3 separate regions of the Sus scrofa genome follow, and all the other regions are linked to region 1. A link is a contact called in public HiChIP or PLAC-seq data. All regions are on one chromosome and are shown on one strand. Each heading gives the region's core, a stretch centred on a gene start, on an enhancer-like site or on the middle of the called end of the contact. The rest is flanking DNA. Distances are from core to core; before and after follow the strand shown.

Region 1 (2,762 bases), core at 80-2,579:
GTCAAATCGGAGCTGTAGCCACCGCCTACGCCAGAACCACAGCAACGCAGGATCCGAGCCGCGTCTGCAACCTACACCACAGCTCACAGCAACGCTGGATCGTTAACCCACTGAGCAAGGGCAGGGACCGAACCCGCAACCTCATGGTTCCTAGTCGGATCCGTTAACCACTGCGCCACGACGGGAACTCCTGCTTGAGCCATTTTTAAACCATTCTTACAACCCTGACAGACTTGCTGAAGATGAAGCCTGGCAGTGTGGCTTCTTTCAGAGCAAACTCGTGTGATGAGAATATTCTATCCATTGTTTGAATGCTGTGCTAGTGACTGAATTCTTGGTAAGGAACGGGGGGTGGGGGGGGTGAAGAGAGAGGACCATAATGTTTGTGTCACTGAAGACATTCATTGACTTTTTACAAGGCAGGGGAAGTGTGTTACTAATCTGTTTACCTTGTTCCTTCCGTCCTTTTGGTTAGCTCAGATGCTCCTTACTTGTGAAGACAGCTGAATGTGTCCATTTCCTCCAGACAGTGAAATAGTATTGGATATGTAGAATAATTTGAAAATTTTAAGATCAAGGAGACTTTAGAAGGGGAAACTTGTGCTGAATATTTTGGTCCTTCCTATTAAATTCATTCTGATGTCATTTGGACCTGAATATGAATTCCTTTTCCTGATGAATGAATTACATGTGTTCAAATCCATTTCTCTTCTGCTGTGCAGGTTAGGATTGTAGCACCCGTACAAATCATTCCTGTTACTTCTCTTTGGTAGATGGGATATGGGCTTAATGTTATCTGGATAGGATTAGTGAGCTTCAGAAGAAAAGTGTATTGATGAACAAATACTATAGATACAGAACTATAGATTCAGTATGTTCTATTTCTAGAGCCCAGAACAGATCAGGATTTTCAGCCGTGGAAGTGGGAAAATAAATTATTAAAAAAGCCTACAGCTGTTTGGTATAAGCACTATGAATTGGGCTGTAGCAAGTAGCCGAGATATAAGGATTTATGCCACCAGGCCTGTGACTAAGATTCAGGCTCAAACCTTTCCAAACTACAAAATTTATGACATTCCTGGTTATGCATCAAGGTTAATTAGATTAACCTTGATACTTACACCTTGAAACCACATGGAAGGTGCAGGGACATTTTCTCTGTGTATGTGTTTATACACAGAAAATGTGAAGTACTTGGCTCTCACAGTAACTCATCTGGCGCTTGCAGTGAAAGCAAAGTAACTTTCAAACAAAAATGAAATGTTAGTAAGCTCTGGGTCACTTGGCTGCATACAAAGTGACTTCCCTTTCTTGGCTGGGGACATTGTCACAGCTGACTTAAGCTTTTCAGTCAGTTCTGTGTAACGAAGCCAACCAGCTGCAGCTAAGACTGAAAGACTGCTTGTCTTTTCTGTGTTTTTTCTCTGAAAAAGACCTCAGCCCTGGGGTCAATGGAGGGTACACGGAGGGTCTGTGTTACTTGTGTGGGTCAGAGCTGGACTGCATTTTGAGGAGTGACAGATCTGGATAGCTGGGTCAGTGCAGACAGAGCCAGTATAGTGAGCCAGGGGACCCAGTAATGAGGGTGCTAACTGACTTGCAGGTCCTGTCAAACTTTTGTAGAACACAGGACAGACAACCACAGAGCCAAGGTAAGTCTTCAGGTTTAGTAAGTGGAAGGAGTTCACGACGAAGGGCATGCAGGGATCGGTGCCACATGTGCCTTGAAAGTTAGGATATGTGGGGGATGTTGGGAGAAAGGTTTTTTTTTTTATAATTTATTCAGCATTTTTTATTTATTTGGCACTGGTAATATGATAAAAATAATCCTTAGCAAGCTCAGGATTGTGCCATCAATGCTAAATACTATGTAATAAGCACAGCAGACCCTTGAACAACACGGAGTTAGGGGTGCCAACCTCCATGCAGTCAAAAATTCACACCTAAGTTTACAGTCAGCCCTCTGATTCCACATATATGGACCCACACAGTTTAAATTATGTTCAAGAGTTAACTAAGGTACAAAACATACAGAAAAGGTTTAATACTTACTTATGATACTTACTGCCTTAGGGAAGTCTTCAGAAGGGTGGCAGTATTTGGACTCTTCAAGGAACAGAACAAATATTGTGGACACATTTGCCTTCCAGCCCTTTTCCAGAGACACGTCAGCTGAGACTTAACACACTTTCAGAAGTGACTTTCAAAATCATAACTCTCGTTCTAGAAGAGCAGAGGGGTAGGGGCTGCTTCTGGTACTGCCATTATAAGAGGTGAATGTCAAGGTGACAAATCCCTATACAATTCAGTAGGTGCCTTCCAGGATACACCACAGGCAAGGGACTCTCATCTCCCTCATATTTGTGCAGTACAGATTATTTTCACATCAGACACCTCAGAGACACTGATAACCTGAGGTGCTTTTCTTTGTCAACTGCAATTTTAGCCAACCTAATAAATGTATTATGTCTTCTAGTCTCTTTGCAAATGAGTAAACTATATGTGGCATGTGTGGGGAACTCTTCACCGAAATTTTCTAGTAATTTTTTTTGTAGAAAATTGTTTTACAAAACTTTGTTAGCTCACCTTTTCCAGATGTAAAGGGGAAAAGCCAGCCAATAACTTCCCATTACAATCCCTAAAAATCATAGCATCATAAAGTCCAATAAAAACCATTGGTTCATCCTGATTTGTGGGTCTTTGAGGGACCACATTGGACATACTAGTCTACTGCACTCTGCTTTCACATAAGCCACCCTGTT
Region 2 (2,762 bases), core at 143-2,642, 630 kb after region 1:
TATTACCTACATTTATTAAAATGTTAATAATACGTATTTACTTAATATATGCAAATGGTCAGACTCTGTTATTGCCCGGTACAAATTTTGAGGTCTAACTCAACATAGTCTTAGCTTCAAGTAGTAGATTGATCTCACTAAGCAATGCAGATTTTACTAAAGCTTTTGTGAGCACACAGGGAAGAGGATTTTAACTGTATACCACATGAAAAAAAAACTTCAGTGAACTCCTTTTTAGCCTTTTCCGTTTTCTCCCATAGCTTTTTTTGGATACCAGTTACTGGGTCTCCATTTCTTATCAGAACCCATTCTTCAAATCTCTGTTACTGTCCTAAACAATTCAGCTCTAACCCTAAAATGGTGCGTACTACAAAACAAAGCAAAAGCCGGTATAATTAACCAAGCCAAAGCTCTCTGGAAGGCAGTTAAGCAACTATCTGTGGTTATCCCAACATGCCCCTTGGGGTAAAGATGTCATCTCCAGACCCAAATGGTGTATCTAAATACTCACCTACAAAAACACACATTTCTGGCTTGGGGGATGAGGAGAGAAATTCTCTGCTAAGAAAAAAAAATCAAAATTTCTCCGTATCGTTGCTTTTAAAGTATGCAAGGCATCATAGCAAGTACCATGAAAAATATGAGCTTCTAAAAGACACAGTATGTGGGAGATTTGCTAATGATCCATTTATGATCTTCTCTATGACAGGAAAGCAGGGAGTTCCTATATAGAGAGAATTTCCTATAGAACATTGTAAGTAACTCTCTTTTAGGAAAAAATGTGGAAAAATCAAGGCAAATATGCTTTGGTTTAGAATATACTAATTTGACATTAGTGAATCAAATATATCTTCATAGTGATGAAATCTGGTTAAAAATATGTTCCAAATGCTGGTATTTGCCTTCTTAGACTATGTTAAGCAGTTGATCCAATAATCTAGAAGCAGTAACCAATAGGCTAGATAGGCAGTCTATGTCCTGATAAATAGGAGCAGAGAATGCTAGAAAAAACTGAAGCAGATACCTGCCTTATAATTAAGGAATCATGTTATAGAAATCTTCCAACTTTAGGTTGAGGGCTTCTAGTTGTAGCCAATGGGAAACCACTGTTCGTTCATGAAGAGGGAAGTGAAGTGATGTAATTGGTTTCTGTGAAGACTACTTTGAAAACTCTCTACAAAATATCTTTTAAGTGGGAGAGAAAGAAGTCAGGAAGGCCAAATGAGAGGGTCTAGGTTGGGTAGCACGAGAAAAAAGAATGTATACACAAATGCTGAGAATTGCTTTGAGAAAAGCTTCCAAAAAATTGCTGACTGATCAGATGTGGAGGAAGAAGTGAAAAAGGGAAGCGTCAAATACAACTCTGATTTGGATCTCAAGTTACTGAGATAACAGTAAAGCCTTTAAAGAAATGGGGAACTTGAGATGAGAGGCCAATCTGAGGTTGGGGTTAGGCAAAATTAGTCAGTCAAGAAATACTGAATATATGCCAATCACTGTGCAAGGTGCCAGGAATACAGACACAAACAAATTTGACTTGACCCTTGTCCTCATCTCATGGGGCTCACAGATGGGGGAAAAGACCAGCATTACATAAATGCTTACCAATAGTTATATGTAATATAATGGGGTAATAAGTTCTGTAAGGTTGTCAAAGAATAACCTACATTTTCTATGGTAGTTTCAGATTTCGAAATGTTCAAGCCACTTTTATTTTTAAATGACTAAAGAAAGGAGAAAAAGAAGCAAGTAATTCTCAGGTCTCAGAAATCAGCTGTATTCAAAGCAGCATTATTCACAATAGCCAAAAAGTGAAAGCAACACAGACTTTCATCAGCTAATGAGTGGGTAAATAAAATGTGGCACATCCATGCAATGGAATATTTTTCAGTTATAAAAAGGAATGAGGTACTTATTCATGTTATAACATGGATAAACTTTGCAAATGTTATGCTAAGTGAAAGAAGTCAGTCACAAAGCACCACATATTATATGATTCCATTTATATGAGATGTCTAGGATAGGCAGATCCATCAAGACAGAAAGCTGATTAGTGGTTGCCTAGGGCTGGAGGTTGGGAAGATTGAAGAGTGACAGCTAAAAGATGTAGGACTTCTTGTCAGGATGATAAAAATGTACTAAAATTTATTATGGTGATGGATGCACAACTCTGAGAATATACTCAAAGCCACTGAATTTTATACTTCAGATGGGTGAATTGTATGGTATGTCAATTATATCACAGTAGAGCTGTTTTTTAATCACTTTGTATGGCAGAATAAAGAGAGACAGGACAGAAAATATTTATAAAAAACTCGAGTTCATTTTAAGTTCAGTTATATCTAAAGTGGTTTAAATAGGTACAATTCATAGCAGTCATTATCTTCTACATTAGCCATGATTTATGATTTTCTACAGTTATCTAAATGTTGAGGTTTAAATATCAGATGGGTAAAGATAAGTGCTAATTTAAAACTATATAACAACTTTGGATGCTAGAGAACAGAGCACAACACATTTGGCTATGCTTAGGACCTTTGCTTAGTCATTGAGTCGTCTAGGCAACCGCTTGATTTAGATCCCTAAGTTGTAAATTCAGCTTCCCTATAAGCATTTTATAGTATCATTTCTGAAAAACAAAAATTTTTAGTCTCAGTTGACATATTTCATAATTTCCCTTTAATTGAAACTAATTTCCTTCTCAAAGGGGAACTAGTTTTTTTTTTTCACATTTTTCTTTCTTAAAGAGATTTAAAATTTCT
Region 3 (2,762 bases), core at 161-2,660, 520 kb before region 1:
AAAATCAGGAAAAAGAAGTAGCTACTGTACAGAGAAAAGGTAGTAGAGTAGGGACAAGATCTCCCTTCCCTCTCCCCTAGGCTGTGGCAAACAGCCAACTGCAGCTTGCTGCATATTTAATTTAAACCTTTGTCTGCCCTGGCAAGGACAAAGTACAATCTGTTTTATGTAAAAAGTCTTCCCTGAGGAAAGCCTTGGCCTCCAGCTGCGTAACTGATTGATGTTCTTAAAGCCCCCAGGAACCTCTGCTGGGATCTGAGGTTGTGGTTTCCAAAAAAAGAGTTCGTAAAAGGGAAGCACTGAAAATAATTTCCCCTCCTTTATTGTGTATCTCACAATCTGGGAGAGTTAGCCTGAAACACGAGGGGAGAACATGCAAGTAAAGACTCTGTATTTCAGAGTTCCACACGGAAGGGGAGGAGCTTTGGATGGCTCGGGGATGAGGCAGCCTATTTGCATAGCAAGCACTCTGCTTTTACTTAGATTGCCCATTCCAGTCACTAATGATATCAAAACGTTCTAAAGATGCTTTAGACACACTTGGCAGAAGACTAAGAGCATGGATGTTTTTATTTGGAGCGTTTGTGAAACATGCTAATAGAGATTGAAATCCATCTTATTTTGAGAATGTTGTGCTATTCCTGTTCCCATTCTGTCTTTAGGAGACCCTGATCTGGGGTGACACTTCTTATGAAAATAAGGCCAGTTATGAAATCTAGTTTTTGAGTTGCCTTCTGGATGTTCCTGGATTGGTCAGGGTCAGGGGAATCTCCTGCCAAGTTTTTGCTCTATCCTTTGTGATCTCTATACCCACTTGGGGCCCAGTGCACAGGTGGCAACACAGATGTGTACCCCTGACTCCCAGAGAGGGCAACACCACTATAAAAATTCTTACGCTAGGAGTTCCCTTCGTGGCACAGCAGAAACAAATCCGACTAAGAACTAAGGGGTTGCGGGTTCCATCCCTGGCCTCACTCAGTGGGTTAAGGATCCGACATTGCCTTGAGCTGTGGTGTAGGTCACAGACGTGGCTCGGATCCCAGTTGCTGTGGCTGTGGTGTAGGCTGGCAGCTGTAGCTCCAATTAGACGCCTAGCCTGGGAACCACCATGGGTGTGGGCCTAAAAAGCAAAAAAATAAAAATAAGAAAAGTTCTTAAGCTAACCAAGTTTAAACCTGGAGGACCAGCCCTTCCCTCTGGCCCTAAGGCCTGCCTGGAGCAGACTGTATGTCAGGCTGGGAGGAGGGCATAGATTAGGGTGCAAGGGCCTGCCTTCATCTTCTGGCTTAGGGGGCTGAACTTCAACTTGGAGTCAGAACAAAGCCGCTGCCAGCTCAGGGCTAAGGAGCTTGGGCTGGTCTTGGGGTGGAGCCAGGACCCAGAAACCAATGCCATGAGCCACCAGCTGGCTCTGGTCCCAGGAGCCTGTGCAGCTGCCGTGCAGGCCAGACTGGGCCTGCAGACTGTCACTGTGCCAGCAGCTCTATTAGACTCCCAGTCTCTGCTCCCGGCAGGCTCACACCCAGTGGCCTGTGTACTTTGGCAGCAGCCTACCTTAGGCGTGTTCTGAGGTGACTGAATAAATGTTCAGAAAAGCCACATCATCTGCTTGTTCTTATCATTCTGGACATTATATTGTTGTTCTAAAAACCCATAGAGGTCAAGGTGAATAGCTACAAACCCCTAAAGTTTGTTGACCTGATAAAAATGAAAGTGCTGGCGATTTTCCATAACTCTGTATGGTCTAATTTAAGTGCCCATCATTAGTACTCTAACTAGAACAACCAAGGCACCATGACTGTGGAAATAGAAATCCTCTACCACTATATCCAAATGGTGGGGGCAAATCCATGAATGGCAGCATTCGCAGCCATTTTTAGGAGTGCTTCCTGATACCTTGGGCATTCAGCTTTAATAATAAAGTTAACAGCAATTATATTGAGAAAAGGTCAAAAAAGGCAAATCTTTTTTTTTTTTTTTTTAAAGCGTTATACTGTTCCTTTTATATGCTAGATCATTTTCTGTATCAGTGGCTCGGTGGCTCTTCTCCGAGGCAACCAGTCCCACTGACCATCTAGGAACTTTTTCCAAAAGATTAAGTTTGATCTCTTCCTAATCTTGTCCCCCACCAAACATGTTTGGCCTCTCCAGCTTGGTCACAAATTCCAGCATTTCAAAAGGCTGCACCTAGTCCATCTTTAGATTCTCTTATCACCAGGGAAAGGCTTGTACAACTTCTCAATAAACTTTGGCCTTTAGGCAGCTCCCTAATGAGAATAAAGGGCAGGATCCCACAGTGGGGCCAGCAGGATCAGTCCTATGGAGAGCAGCCCAGTAGGGCTTAAGCCATTAAGACCAATAAGACAAGCTCTCAATGCTCAGGAAACTCATAATCTAGGGGAGGCCACTGCTATGTTGCTTAACAAGGTGTTAAGCTGCAGTGTGAACTGAGTGCTATGGGAACTCAAAGGCAGTGATGATTAATTATGCTGGGTATGGGGATTAAAGAGCTGGGAATGTTTCCCAGAGAGAGTCGCCGTTGAGCTAAAACTCAAAGGATGAGCAGGCTTTGATCATGAGGAAATTTAGTGGGCAGAGTGCTCAGCAAGATGCATTCCAGGAAGAGGCACAGTGCAGAAGTCTTCCCGGCACTGAGAGGTGATGATACAGGAAATGTTTGGAGCACAGGAGGTTGTCTGGTACAGTTGCAGTTCATAATCTAAGGTAGAGATGACCCAAGAAAGACTAAAAAGTTAGGTTAG

What was found. HiChIP or PLAC-seq counts read pairs in DNA pulled down with a chosen protein or histone mark.
Region 2: an H3K27ac HiChIP or PLAC-seq map of alveolar macrophages shows a contact between it and region 1. The contact joins two enhancer-like sites. A contact is called at or near these places in 1 of 47 Hi-C or Micro-C datasets (embryonic fibroblasts) and 1 of 2 datasets of contacts at active chromatin or transcription factors (alveolar macrophages).
Region 3: a contact with region 1 is called in an H3K27ac HiChIP or PLAC-seq map of skeletal muscle, with 12 times the contacts expected there. The contact joins two enhancer-like sites. A contact is called at or near these places in 9 of 47 Hi-C or Micro-C datasets (adipocytes, embryonic fibroblasts, fetal skeletal muscle and 4 more) and 2 of 2 datasets of contacts at active chromatin or transcription factors (alveolar macrophages and skeletal muscle).

What each region holds. Positions count from the first base shown.
Region 1 is chr14:66,636,633-66,639,394 of Sscrofa11.1, reverse strand. No RefSeq gene overlaps it. Among named protein-coding and RNA genes, the nearest start is that of NRBF2, 48 kb to the right of the region's middle. Within about 2 kb of position 1,329, at least 19 of the 83 cell types and tissues checked have an H3K27ac peak or open chromatin away from gene starts, as enhancers often do. A contact at or near this core is called in alveolar macrophages, fetal skeletal muscle, skeletal muscle and 1 more, where this site is marked.
Region 2 is chr14:66,005,326-66,008,087 of Sscrofa11.1, reverse strand. No RefSeq gene overlaps it. Among named protein-coding and RNA genes, the nearest start is that of ZNF365, 150 kb to the right of the region's middle. Within about 2 kb of position 1,392, at least 3 of the 83 cell types and tissues checked have an H3K27ac peak or open chromatin away from gene starts, as enhancers often do. A contact at or near this core is called in alveolar macrophages, where this site is marked.
Region 3 is chr14:67,158,514-67,161,275 of Sscrofa11.1, reverse strand. No RefSeq gene overlaps it. Among named protein-coding and RNA genes, the nearest start is that of JMJD1C, 190 kb to the right of the region's middle. Within about 2 kb of position 1,410, at least 49 of the 83 cell types and tissues checked have an H3K27ac peak or open chromatin away from gene starts, as enhancers often do. A contact at or near this core is called in fetal skeletal muscle, skeletal muscle and subcutaneous adipose tissue, where this site is marked.